Linked DNA regions of Macaca mulatta: region 2 is linked to region 1. A link is a contact called in public Hi-C data. All regions are on one chromosome and are shown on one strand. Each heading gives the region's core, a stretch centred on a gene start, on an enhancer-like site or on the middle of the called end of the contact. The rest is flanking DNA. Distances are from core to core; before and after follow the strand shown.

What was found. A called contact is a pair of places that touch in the nucleus more often than the background predicts.
Region 2: a Hi-C map of blood shows a contact between it and region 1, with 6 times the contacts expected there. The contact joins the promoter of ZNF213 here to the promoter of HCFC1R1 in region 1. A contact is called at or near these places in 2 of 14 Hi-C or Micro-C datasets (blood and liver).

What each region holds. Positions count from the first base shown.
Region 1 is chr20:4,267,116-4,273,179 of T2T-MMU8v2.0, reverse strand. It overlaps HCFC1R1 (host cell factor C1 regulator 1), which reads left to right and starts at 3,387. Exons shown (of 6, transcript NM_001266213.1): 1 at 3,387-3,451; 2 at 3,553-3,668; 3 at 5,304-5,822. The coding sequence starts at 5,728. It overlaps THOC6 (THO complex subunit 6), which reads right to left. Exons shown (of 15, transcript NM_001257916.2): 3 at 5,304-5,823; 4 at 3,553-3,668; 5 at 3,387-3,451; 6 at 3,209-3,312; 7 at 3,087-3,124; 8 at 2,961-3,009; 9 at 2,787-2,858; 10 at 2,593-2,695; 11 at 2,458-2,507; 12 at 2,306-2,368; 13 at 2,099-2,209; 14 at 1,879-2,013; 15 at 1,651-1,804. The coding sequence starts at 5,342. The coding sequence ends at 1,724. It overlaps BICDL2 (BICD family like cargo adaptor 2), which reads left to right. Exons shown (of 14, transcript XM_077985337.1): 11 at 1-108; 12 at 563-693; 13 at 925-1,045; 14 at 1,120-1,693. The coding sequence ends at 1,287.
Region 2 is chr20:4,369,705-4,375,567 of T2T-MMU8v2.0, reverse strand. It overlaps ZNF213 (zinc finger protein 213), which reads right to left and starts at 3,651. Exons shown (of 4, transcript XM_015125449.3): 1 at 3,422-3,651; 2 at 1,145-1,658; 3 at 292-415. The coding sequence starts at 1,543. It overlaps LOC144337849 (a long non-coding RNA gene), which reads right to left. Exons shown (of 3, transcript XR_013411448.1): 3 at 3,919-4,880. LOC106994927 (a long non-coding RNA gene) reads left to right here and starts at 5,054. Exons shown (of 2, transcript XR_001441618.3): 1 at 5,054-5,863.

The DNA of each region.
Region 1 (6,064 bases), core at 2,138-4,637:
CCTTCACCCCCGGAAGAGAGCTTAGAGCCCCCCAAGAAGCGAACATCCCTCAGCCCAGCGGAGATACTGGAGGAGAAGGAGGCGGAAGTGGCCAAGCTGCAAGATGAGGTGGGGGAGAGGGCACTGTGCTGGATGCAGGGCCCCTCTAGCTGTCAGTTTCTGTCTCCCATGTCCACTTCCCAGCCTTTGCCCACTAAGCTCCCCTATACCTGGATCGGTCTTCATCTCAACAAACTTACTTCAAGAGCCAGCCTGCATGCCACCTCCTCCAGGAAGACTTCCTAGACAGCACCTCCCCGCTTAGTTCCACTTCCACTGCTTCTCCCTGCATCCCTCCTGCAGGGTTATACCACTCCCACTAGCCCTGCTCCACCCCACCCTGCACCAGCCTGAGGGTCTCAGAGGGCTCATCTTGGAGTCTCCAGCACAGGGCTACAGCTGCCTGGGGTGTCTGTCGCAGGCAGAGGAGGGCTGGGGAAAGCCAGAGTCGGGGCTGCTGGGAGAAGCAGGGACTGAAAGGCCCATTGGCTCATCTGCCGCACGGCCCCTCCTCTGCTCACAGATCTTGCTGCAGCAGGCAGAGCTGCAGTCCCTGCGGGAAGAGCTGCAGAGGCAGAAGGAGCTGCGGGCGCAGGAAGACCCTGGGGAGGCCCTGCACAGTGCCCTCTCAGACCGGGACGAGGCCGTGAACAAGTAAGCCTCAAGCCATCCACCACCACCACAGCGCCCTCTGGGCCCTCCTGGGCTCCTGATTCCTCTTCTGATACGGGTTATAATGATCCCCACTCCCACCCAGGGGCCCACTGACCTCCTTGAGCTAGGTGTTGGCAGCCCTCCTCCCGTTCGGGTCCAGAATTCCCCCGCCACCCCGGCTCCCTGAAGCCCTAGTGCCCTCAAACGCGTCGTCCGCCCCTCCCCGCCTAGGGCCCTGGAGCTGTCCCTGGAGCTCAACCGCGTCTCGCTGGAGCGAGACTCCCTGTACCGGGAGCTGCTGCGCGCCATCCGCCAGAAGGTGGCGCTCACGCAGGAGCTGGAGGCCTGGCAGGTGAGGGGCGGGGTCCGTGTGCGGAGGAGGGCAGGGGGCTGGACCGGTGCTGAGCCGACCACGGCCTCCCGCAGGACGACATGCAGGTGGTGATCGGGCAGCAGCTGCGCTCACAGCGCCAGAAGGAACTGAACGCCGCCGCGTCGTCGTCGACCCCGCGCCGTGCCGCGCCCCGCTTCTCGCTGCGCCTGGGCCCCGGGCCCGCCGGTGGCTTTCTCAGCAACCTCTTCCGAAGGACCTGACGGCTGGGCCCAGGGGCTGCCCTTGCCCGCTTAGGGGCTCACTTTCCTCTTCTGGCCAATTAAGTGACAGGGCCTGGATTATCTTCCAAAAGGAGATGATGCCCTCCCCACCCCAGGATGCTGGGCAAGGGCTCATCGGCAGCAGGGGCTCATCCGGAGCAGGGGCCAGCTTTGTGGGGCAGGAGCCCCTGGTGGGTGGCAGGGGCAGGTGAACAGAGCTATTTTCCGAATCAATATAGGTCTATCTTTTCTAGGGCAGGGATGGGGCTGGGTATTTATGTATCAAGATGGGACAGAGTAATATATAAATCACTCCACCGATTTAGCCTCCATTCGTGGAAAGAAAGAGCATGGAAAAAAAGCCTGAAACTTTATTGTAAAAAAGAAAATGAAAAACACTCTAAAACCCTGGGCTGGCTGGGGATGTTGTCGGAGGTCAGAAGGACAGGGAGAAGGCTCGGTAGCCCAGGTTGGTGAAGACATCCACCCGGCAGCTGTTACCTGCAGCTGTCAGGACCTGGAGGAAAGAGGGGCATGACTGGCCTGCCCACACCCCTGCCCCAGCCACCCCATGGCCCCTGCCAGACCCACCTTGCACTCGGGCGCGGCGGGCTGCTGGTTGAGGCTGAGGCTGAGCAGCCCTGGGGAGGAGCCAGGCACCTGGGCCTTCAGCTCCCCGCTCAGCTGCCACTGGTTGACACAGCGGCCCTGGCCAGCCGACAGAATCTGCAGAGGACAGGGAAGGTGCTCGGGGGTCACGACTGAAGGGAAGAGTCAGTTGGGGTGGCAGAAGTGAGAGAGAGGGACTCACCAGGTCCTGGTAGAAGGTGACATGCTTCTGTGGCGCCCGGATGGGGAAGACAGTGGTAGGTGTGGAGGATCGGAGGTGCCAGAGGGTGAGGGCTGGGCCCCCTCCACAGACCTGGACAGAAAGGTGGGAGTCCCCAGCTGTGAACTACAGGCCCACAGCTGACAGGGCCCGGAGCTGCCATCCAATCCCACAGTCTGCCCAGCTCACCATCCAGTCGGAATCAGTTGCCAAGCATCCGATCCAGCGTCCATTGTGGGGCCTTGAGCACTCCTGGGCGGCGGGGGAGGGAAAGAGGTGAAGACATGCAGAATTCAAGGAGCGGGAGGGGAAGAGGACAATGGCCATGGACAGACCCTCACCTCGTGCTTATAGACCTCGATCGTCTGGACCTCCTTGGCTGTGCGCAGGTCTGCGGGGAAAGAACTGTGAGTGGTGCCCCATTCACCTCAGCCTCCTTCACTGCCATCTTGCCCTCCAGCCAGCCACCTCCTTACCCCAAAGTCGAACAGCTCCATCCTCGCCACCTGACAGCACCTCTGGGCTCCTTTCCCGCAGTGCCAGGCAATGGATGTAGTCTGTGTGGCCCCGGAGGACCCGCTGCATGTAGAGGGGCGATGTCAGGAGGAGACCTAGGAAGAGTGCCTCTCCCTGGCCTGGACCTGCTCTAGGGCTCCAAGACCCTGCTCACCGTGAAAGTCCCAGTTTCAAGGTCCATAGTGTGCAACTGACAGTCTCCCCCAGCCAGGATGAGGGAGTTCTCCTGTGGAGGGAGCAGGGTGAGGCAGGAAGTCAATGTCAAATCAGGGTAGGCAGAGGGTGAAGGATCAAAGTTTGGACAAGAACAGTCACATGGGGCTCAGACCTTGGGGACCAGCAGCAGAGCATTGATCTCGGGCACTTCCAGGCTGGTCCTGGGGAAGGAAAGGCAGGGTCAGTGAGGAAGTCACTTCACCCCGATGCCCCCTCTATCCATGTGGCCCTGGCTCACCTGTATGGAGGCTGCCGATGCCACAGCTCCTTACACCCCTTCAAAAGGGAAAATACCAGTTGACCTCAAAGGCTCTCTCTGGGTCCCGGCACCCCAGCCCTTTCCCGAGCTCAACTCCTTACCTTCTTGAGCATCTCCGCCCAAAGCCAGGCCTTCACCTCCCCATCCCCAGCACTAAGCAGATGTCGATCGGTGGAGACCATGCTATAGACAGGCCCATCATGGGCTAAAGAGAAATGCAGAACTGAGTTGACCAATTCCACCCAAAGTCCCGAAGCCAGACTCCACAGCTATACCCACCTTGGAAAGTCACCACCGGCTTCTTACTTTCCTCTTTGGCTTCGGAGCTCAAAGCAGCGGACAAGCTGCAGGGGACAGCGGAGGGGACCCAGGAGTCAGAAACAGGGGCATCCGTCCCATGAGGGCCAAGTGCCAGGGCTAATGGGTGGACAGCGGCAGAGGGTACCTGAAGATGGCAATCTGCCCATAATTGTTGCCAGCCGCCAAAAACTTCCCACACGGTGAGACGCTCTGGGAGAAGATGGTCATATGGAGCCGCTGCAAGGCCTGGAACACCTCTGTCTGCAGGGAAGAACTGGATGAGGCCTGCCTGGGATGTATGAAACCTCCCAGCCACAGACTCCTTCCTGCTTCCCCCAACACCTGCCAGGCCTCCCACTGTCCTGACTTCTCAGCCCTCTTTTGAGGCGGCCCGGCCCCAAGCCAGCACTTGCCCATGCAGTCCCATGGGCGGCTCCAAGAAGACACTGAAGAAGGGGCGAGTCGAGGTGATGCCTCAGGGACCTCTGAGCAAGCACCCAGCACTCTCCTACCAGCTTCCTCAACTGTCAAGTGGAGCTCACAGAAGATTCCATCACCATTAGATGAGCTAGTGTATAGACAAGAGCTTTCCATGGGGCTGTCACTCAGTGCTGAAGCCGGGTGTGGTGGCTCATGCCTGTCATCCACTGCTTGGGGAGGCCAGGAGTTCGAGAGCAGCCTGGTCAAAATAGTGAGACTCCGTCTCAACAAAAAATTTAAAAATGTGGGGCCGGGCGCAGTGGCTCACGCCTGTAATCCCAGCACTTTGGGAGGCCGAGGTGGGCGGATCACCTGAGGTCTGGAGTTCCAGACCAGCCTGACCAACATGGAGAAACCCATCTCTACTAAAAATACAAAATGAGCTGGGAGTGGTGGCGCATGCCTGTAATCTCAGCTACTTGGGAGACTGAGGCAGGAGAACTGCTTGAATCTGGGAGGCGGAGGCTGTGGTGAACCAAGATGGAGCCATTGCACTCCAGCCTGGGCAACAAGAGTGAAACTTCATCTCAAAAAAAAAAATGGCCGGGCGCGGTGGCTCAAGCCTGTAATCCCAGCACTTTGGGAGGCCGAGACGGGCGGATCACGAGGTCAGGAGATCGAGACCATCCTGGCTAACACGGTGAAACCCCGTCTCTACTAAAAATACAAGAAAATTAGCCTGGCGAGGTGGTGGGCGCCTGTAGTCCCAGCTACTCGGGAGGCTGAGGCAGGAGAATGGCGTGAACCCGGGGGAGCGGAGCTTGCAGTGAGCCGAGATCGCGCCACTGCACTCCAGCCTGGGGCACAGAGCAAGACTCCGTCTCAAAAAAAAAAAAAAAAAAAATGTGGCCAGGCATGGTGACTCACACCTGTAATCCCAGCACTTTGGGAGGCTGAGGCGGGAGGATCACCTGAGGTCAGGAGTTCGAGACCAGCCTGGTCAACACGGTAAAACCCTGTATCTACTAAAAACACAAAATTAGCTGGGCATGGTGGCACACGCCTGTAGTCCCAGCTACTCAGGAAACTGAGGCAGGAGAATCGCTTGAACCCAGGAGGCGGAAGTTGCAGTGAGCTGAGATCGTGCCACTACACTCTAGCCTAGTTGACAGAGTGAGACTCCGTCTCAAAAAAAAAAAAAGTGCTTTGCAGGAACTAGAAAATTAAAAAAAAAAAATAGGGGTGGCTCTACTACCCCAACATAGAAAAACGTACTGATTTATAATCCCTACTCTCTGTCTTGCGTTAAGCCCCTGAGGCACTTCTGGGTTACTCTCCCGCCCCCCGGTCAGCGTCTGAGTTCCACAAATAGCCCAGGCAAAATAGGACTCAAAGGGCACAATTCCCTGCCCGCCCCGTCCCAGCCATGAATGGACTACAAATCCCAGAAGGCAACGCGCACCACGTCCGTCTCACCTGACCCAGCGGTACCGCGAGCGGCACAGCTCGCTCCATCTCCAGAACTACAAGTCCCAGAGTGCTCCGCGTGCCACGCAACTTCACGAGGCCTTACGTGCCTACAGCGGTTCCTCTCCGTGGCGCCCTACTGCCTTCGGCGCGAAGGGGGCTGCTGCGTACCGTCCTGAACCCCAGGAGCCGAGGTGAGCGCCGCGAAGACCCCCGACATTAAGAAGTGGTGTCCACCGCAGCCCCGCTAAGCCGGATACCCTCCCCCACCCCGAGGAGCAAGCCTGCCTTCCGCCACGCGCCGCCCTTCTTCGGCGCCCGCGCAGAACCTCGCCGCTGTGCCCGCCTAAAGCCACGCCCATCCTCGCTGGGCCACGCCCTCAGAGACTCCTCCCCTGTCGCCCAGATCCCACCCGCAGGACCCCAAAACCCAATGATCCTTCAGCAGCCCTTGGAGCGAGGCCCCCAGGGTGGGGCCCAGCGCCTCCCGCGGGCCGCCTTGGGGGTGACTCGGGGCCTGGACGCCAGGTGCGTGTGGGGGACCAGGGTGGGCCTGACCAAGGGCCGCAGGAGCTTTGGCTGGGTGCTCAGGGCTGGTCTGCAGGATGAACACGGGGTGGGGCGAATCGGTGGGGCTTAGGCGTGAGCTGAGATGGTATTGGGGCTGCAGTTCAGGGTCCAGACTTCCGAAGTACGCTGCTGGATGGCCCAGGAGAGGGGGGACCAGCACCAGCTGAGACAGTAATGGGCTTGGGGCTCCTGGCTGATGC
Region 2 (5,863 bases), core at 2,402-4,901, 100 kb before region 1:
GACTGGTGACTCACATGGACCCCAGAGACAAAGCAGGTGTCCGTCGTCTCTCTGGTACGCCCCTCTTTAAGAAGAGCAGGAGGCTGGGCTGAAGGAGAAGAATGGAGCCTTAGAAAGGCCAGCCCAGGCCTGACACCGATGCCTATGGCCTCCCCAACCTGTGCGCATTCACACATGCCCTAGACTTCACAGAGGGAGCTGTCCTGCCTATGACCCTTAGGGCAATGCTGGTGACAGAGCTAAGTCCCTGCCCAGCCACTCTACTGCCCACAAGGACAGAGGCTTACTCACCGCTATGGCTGTGCTGCTCTTGGGGAACAGATGGCCGCCTCCGTGCCCCCACCATCGGGGGAGGCCCCTTGGCCTGAGATCCCTGGCCTGCAGCCTCGGGTTCCGCCTCCTCCGAGGGCACATCCTGTGCAGGAACCACAATATGCTCATCAGCCCGAGACCAGACCGGGGGAGACAGAGTTTATTCCCTGGGAAGGAGACACAGGACATGACCCTCAGGATGCTGGGGTGTGGGAAGGAGACCAATATGGTGCCCCAGGAAAGTCCAGAGGAGAATGTGATACCAGGCAATGCTGTTTGCCCGAGGACGCTCCCTGATCATTCACGAGGCAAGAACCAGCCCTGAAAGGCCAGAATCACAGCCACTTAGCAAGCGGGGAGCTGGGGACCCTCCTGCCAAAGGCACAACCCCATCCCCTAGCCACTCATCAGAACCTCCCCAGATGCATCCAATATGAAGGATCCAACATCCCACAAGGTAATTGGGGCCCCGGACAGCTCCACCTTCTAGCCCCACTCTGGAGCTGGCTCTCTGCACACCCTAGTGTCCTCAGAGCCAGGCCTAGAGCAAAATGCAAATAAACATCAGCAGACCCTGCATGGAGCTAAAACTTCCTTTCTGGAACATTCACACTTCAGCCCTATTGTTGCCTTCCACAGCCGCAAAAAATAAATCACATTTACTTTGGACTGCATCTTTCAGAAAGGCACCCATGGCATGCTGTGCTTGTGTGCCTGCTCCTGGGGGCTCTGTGTCTCCCCTACCCTGTGAGCCTCTAGGAGACTTGTCTCTGCAGGGTACCTACTCGCCAGGTACCATCCAGGTGACTCTGGATATTGAAGGGCCCCTCACCTGCGGCCAGGCTTTCAATGGCTGCTTCTGTAGGTCCTCCACCAAGGCGACAGCCTCCTCGCCACTTCCTGGGTGCTGCTCGCGCACCCAGCCCTGGATCTCCCCTGGAAGCACCGTCAGGAACTGCTCCAGCACCAGCAGCTCCAGGATCTGCTCCTTGGTGCGCAACTCGGGCCGCAGCCAGCGGCAGCAGAGCTCCCAGAGCTGGCTGAAGGCCTCATGAGGCCCATGCACATCCCCATAGCAGAACTGCCGGAAGCGCTGGCGGCAGGCTTCGGAATCCCTGCTGTCCTCATGCTGGGCAGATTCCTGTTCCCAGGAGGAATCTTCCACTTTGACAATCAGAAGCCCTTCTCCCTCCCCAGAGGTCTGGTCCTGGGGCTCCAAGGGGGCTGCCATTCCCCTGGCCTGAGGCTCAGGGTTGGTCGGCCTCAACCTGGGCCCCAGAACCTGTACTTTTAGTCTCCCAGAGGGATCCCCTGTGGTTGCTGGGCCGGCATCTGGATGTGTACTCCTGGGGAAAGAGCAAAATGGCAGGACTGAGGAGGAAGGATGTGGAATACAGGAGCAAACCCCAGGCTGTAGAGCCATCCAGTCCCATCCTTTCATGGCCCTGAAGCCTTTTCTAGGCTTTACTGTAATGCCTTGCTCATGTGACTATCTCTATTAACACAGGCCCACAAGCTCTCATCCCAAAGCCAGAAATACAAAACCCGGGTATTTCATAACTCTTTGAAAGCAAAACCCAATATCAATCATTTGGCAGCACCACCTGACCTGATATAAGCATATTTATAATCTCAATTTATTCCACTAAATGTAAATATTCAAAATTATGGCAGAAATATTAATAACATATATCTTCAGTTTATAAAAATTCATTGAGCTATACCCACTGATGTGTTTTTCTGTATGGACATTATACATCAACTAAAAATCTTTTTTTTTTTTTTTTTGAGAGAGTCTCACTCTGTTGCCCAGGCTGGAGTGCAGTGGTGCAATCTTGGTTCACTGCAACCTCTGCCTCCTGGGTTCAAGCGATTCTCCTGCCTCAGCCTCCCAAGTAGCTGAGACTACAGGCACCAGCTACCACGCCCAGCTAATTTTTGTATTTTTAGTAGAGACGAGGTTTCACCATGTTGGTCAGGATGGTCTCGAACTCCTGACCTTGTGATCCACCCGCCTTGGCCTCCCAAAGTGCTGGGATTACAGGCATGAGCCACTGCGCCCTGCCTAATTAAAAAATTTTAACTGATGTGTTTCATTATTTAGTGTTGCCCCAGATCCCTCTGGAGATGTGCTTGATATATTGTATGTGCACTATATTAGTTTTCTCAAATTTGAAAACCTCTGAATTCCAAAACACATCTGGCCCTGAGGTGTCACAGAAGGCCTCATAGACACCATCCAAAGCCATTTATCCACAGGTACATATAAATGTATGACACCTTTATACCTTACATCGTTACTCTTTACTGAAAAGTGTATTATGCAATTTTCAGTAATCGATTTTTTGTTTCAACAATACAAATACAAACTGGCCGGGCTTGGTGGTTTATGCCTGTAATCCCAGCATTTTGGGAGACAGAGATAGGATGATTGCTTGAGGCCAGGGGTTCAAGACCACTTTGGGAAGACAATGTGAGACGCCATCTGTACCAAAAAACAAAAAAAGCCGGGTGGGGCTCCTGTAGTCCCAGCTACTGGGGAGGCTGAAGAGGGAAGATCTCCTGAGTCCAGGAGTTTGAGGTTGCAATGAGCTATGATCGCACCACCGTACTCCAGCCTGGGCAACAGACTGAGGCCGTCTCAAAAAAAAAAAAAAAGTAAAAAGAAAAAAAAAAAAAATACAAACCATCGTAATAAAAAAGGGGGGAAGATTCAAACAATACAGAAGTCCGTAAAACTCTCCCTTCCTCAATGCAATTGTACCCCCCGACTTAACAGTCTGACAAGTGACGTCCCAGACCTTTTCTCTGTGCTTTTACTAAAAAAGCCATCCATGGGGGGAGAAAAGAAAAAGAAGGTGCTTCATGTGTTTTTACATAAATGAGACCTTACTGCACAGACAGCGGCACTATGAGCTTCCGCGGTACGGATACGCTCCAGTTTCTTAATCAATACTCAAGTGATGCATTCGGGTTGTTTCCAATTATTTAGTCCACCCTAGGCGCTTTATTTATTCTGCTCCTCACAAGACCCCTGAAAGGTGCGTGCACCATTCTCATCCTCTGGTGACTTCGAAGAAGACTTTCCTCGAAGAGGGCCAGGACTCACCAGGGTCGCTCAGCAGGACACGGCAGGCGGGAAGGCGAGCCAGCCAGAGCCCCGTGCTGTCCCCCGCAGCCTCGCCCGCGGGGCGAGCGGCGATCGTGCAGGGGCGTCTGCCCGCGGACCAAGAGGGCAGAGCGGCGCGGGGGACCCAGCACTTCCTAGTAGTGCGCCCGCCCTCCGGCCTCTGCCTCGGGGCGCTGATCCCGGCCACCCGGAGCCCGGTGCTTGATGTCGGAGCCAGGCGGCCAGAGCCCCCGTCCCCGCCCCCGCCCCCGAAACACACAACGCCCACGGCGGCCCAGGAGACACCACTTCCGCCGCCAGTTCTCGGCGCCGGAAGTGGTCGCAGGGCTCGCTGGGAAACTACGCGGCGCAAGCATTCCCTAGCTCCCAGAAAGCCGTTCGTTCACTGAGCCCGCCTTCTCCCTGACTGATGGCCAATGAACAGGAAGAATTCTCAGGCTCCCTATTAGAAGACGGAAACGCCATATGCGTCATACACCTGCATCCGGGAGGAAAGGCAACGTTTTGCGTCTAGATTTGCTTTGTTTTCTTTCGTCGCCGCTTTTCTTTCACATTTCCTTGCGCCTCTGGCCCTTGAGCGACAAAAAGGGGAAGCCAAGGCTGGCCCGAGGAAAGGAGAGGGCATATGGCCTAGCCACGAGTGGAGCGCCTGCTCCGCCGGAAGGGATGCGCTGGAGCGGCGTTTTCCTTCCGCCACGGTCTTTCTATGCCAACTCGTAGGTGAGGGCCGAAAGGCCGTGGGCGGTGGAGCTTGGGCCTGGGAGACTTGTTTCCAGCCTCTTGGGTCCCGCTCCTCCCAATTCCCTGGAGAGGCGTGTAGCTTCCTGGGAAATGCCGTCGGGTAAGGGGCGCGGAGCCTCCTGCGGCGATCCTCTGTCTTCGGGTCGCCTTAGCAGGACGCGGCAAGAAGACACTGACCTGGCCGCAGTCCCGCGCTCTCCCACCAGCTGCTTCGTCCACCAGGAGCTGCGGGGCGTCAGGGATCCAACGGCCCTGAGGGATCTAGAGCAGGGGGGCTCGGGGTTCTCCTTTCCATACCCTCGGATCCTCTCCCACTCTTTCCACGCCTCGACCCGAAGATAATCTCAGGCTCCAGATATCTTTCATAAATGGAAAGAGCTTTCCTGGTTTGTTTTGTCTTAATTTTGTAGGTGTTGCATGCTTGGAAGAGAAAATTAAGAAAATTAATTGGCAAATCATAAAGATAGCTTTCTCATGATAGCCACAAGGCTTGCTCCCTCACTCTGCTCATACGTCACCCCCTCAAGGAAGCCTCCCGGAGCTCTGTAAACAGCCTCAGCTCTGCCTTGCTTTTCTCCCTAATGTTTATCACTACCTGACATATACTTGTGTAATATTTGTTTCCCACGACTCAACGATAAGTGTTCATGAGGGCAGACACTTTTTAATGCCCTACCACGAACACCTAGAATTGTGCCTGGCACATGGCAGATGCCTAGTAAATATTTGTTTAATGAATGAAGGTAAAAAACATTTCTAATACGACCATCCAGGAATAAGCACTGTTCATATTTTAGTCTGTTCTTACAGTTTTACTGTTGTTATATGTCTGTGAATGTGTATATATATATTATATATAGTTTATATATATATATATATATATATTTTTTTTTTTTTTTTTGAGACGGAGTCTCGCTCTGTCACCCAGGCTGCACTGCAGTGGCCCGATCTTGGCTCACTGCAACCTCTGCCTTCCGGGTTCAAGCGGTTCTCCTGCCTCAGCCTCCCGAATAGCTAGGATTACAGGCATGTGTCACCATGCCCGGCTAATTTTGTATTTTTAGTAGAGATGGGGTTTCTCCATGTTGGTCAGGCTGGGCTCGAACTCCCGACTTCAGATGATCTGCCTGCCTCGGCCTCCCAAAGTACTGAGATTACAGGCATGAGCCAGTATGCCCGGCAGAATTTTCATCTTTTAAGTCTGCCACCCTTGGACACTTACATTGTTTCCATCTTTCTGTATTTGTAGATATGCTTCTACATACACCTTTATGCATTTGCTTGAACATTTCCCTGAGAACAACCAGAAATGGAATTGCCAAATTACTTTGTGTACATATTTCTAAACTGTCCTCCAGAAAGAATGTAATGCTTTGATCTTCCACTTGAGAATCAAATGTTTACCTTCCTCTGTTCCTCCAGATTTGGACATTTACAGTGTTCAGCCTTTGTTGTGGCATTCCAGTTCAACTGGGAAACAGCTTGATGTAGCGTCCCCAGGTCCACAGTAATACATATTAAACTTTTTTTTTTTTGGTGCAGTGCTGCAATTTCGTGGCTCACTGCAACCTCCCAGGTTCAAGCGATCCTCCCACCTCAGCCTCCCTAGTAGCTGGGATTACAGGTGCATGCCACCACACCAGGCTAAGTTTTGTATTTTTAGTAGAGATGGGGTTTTAC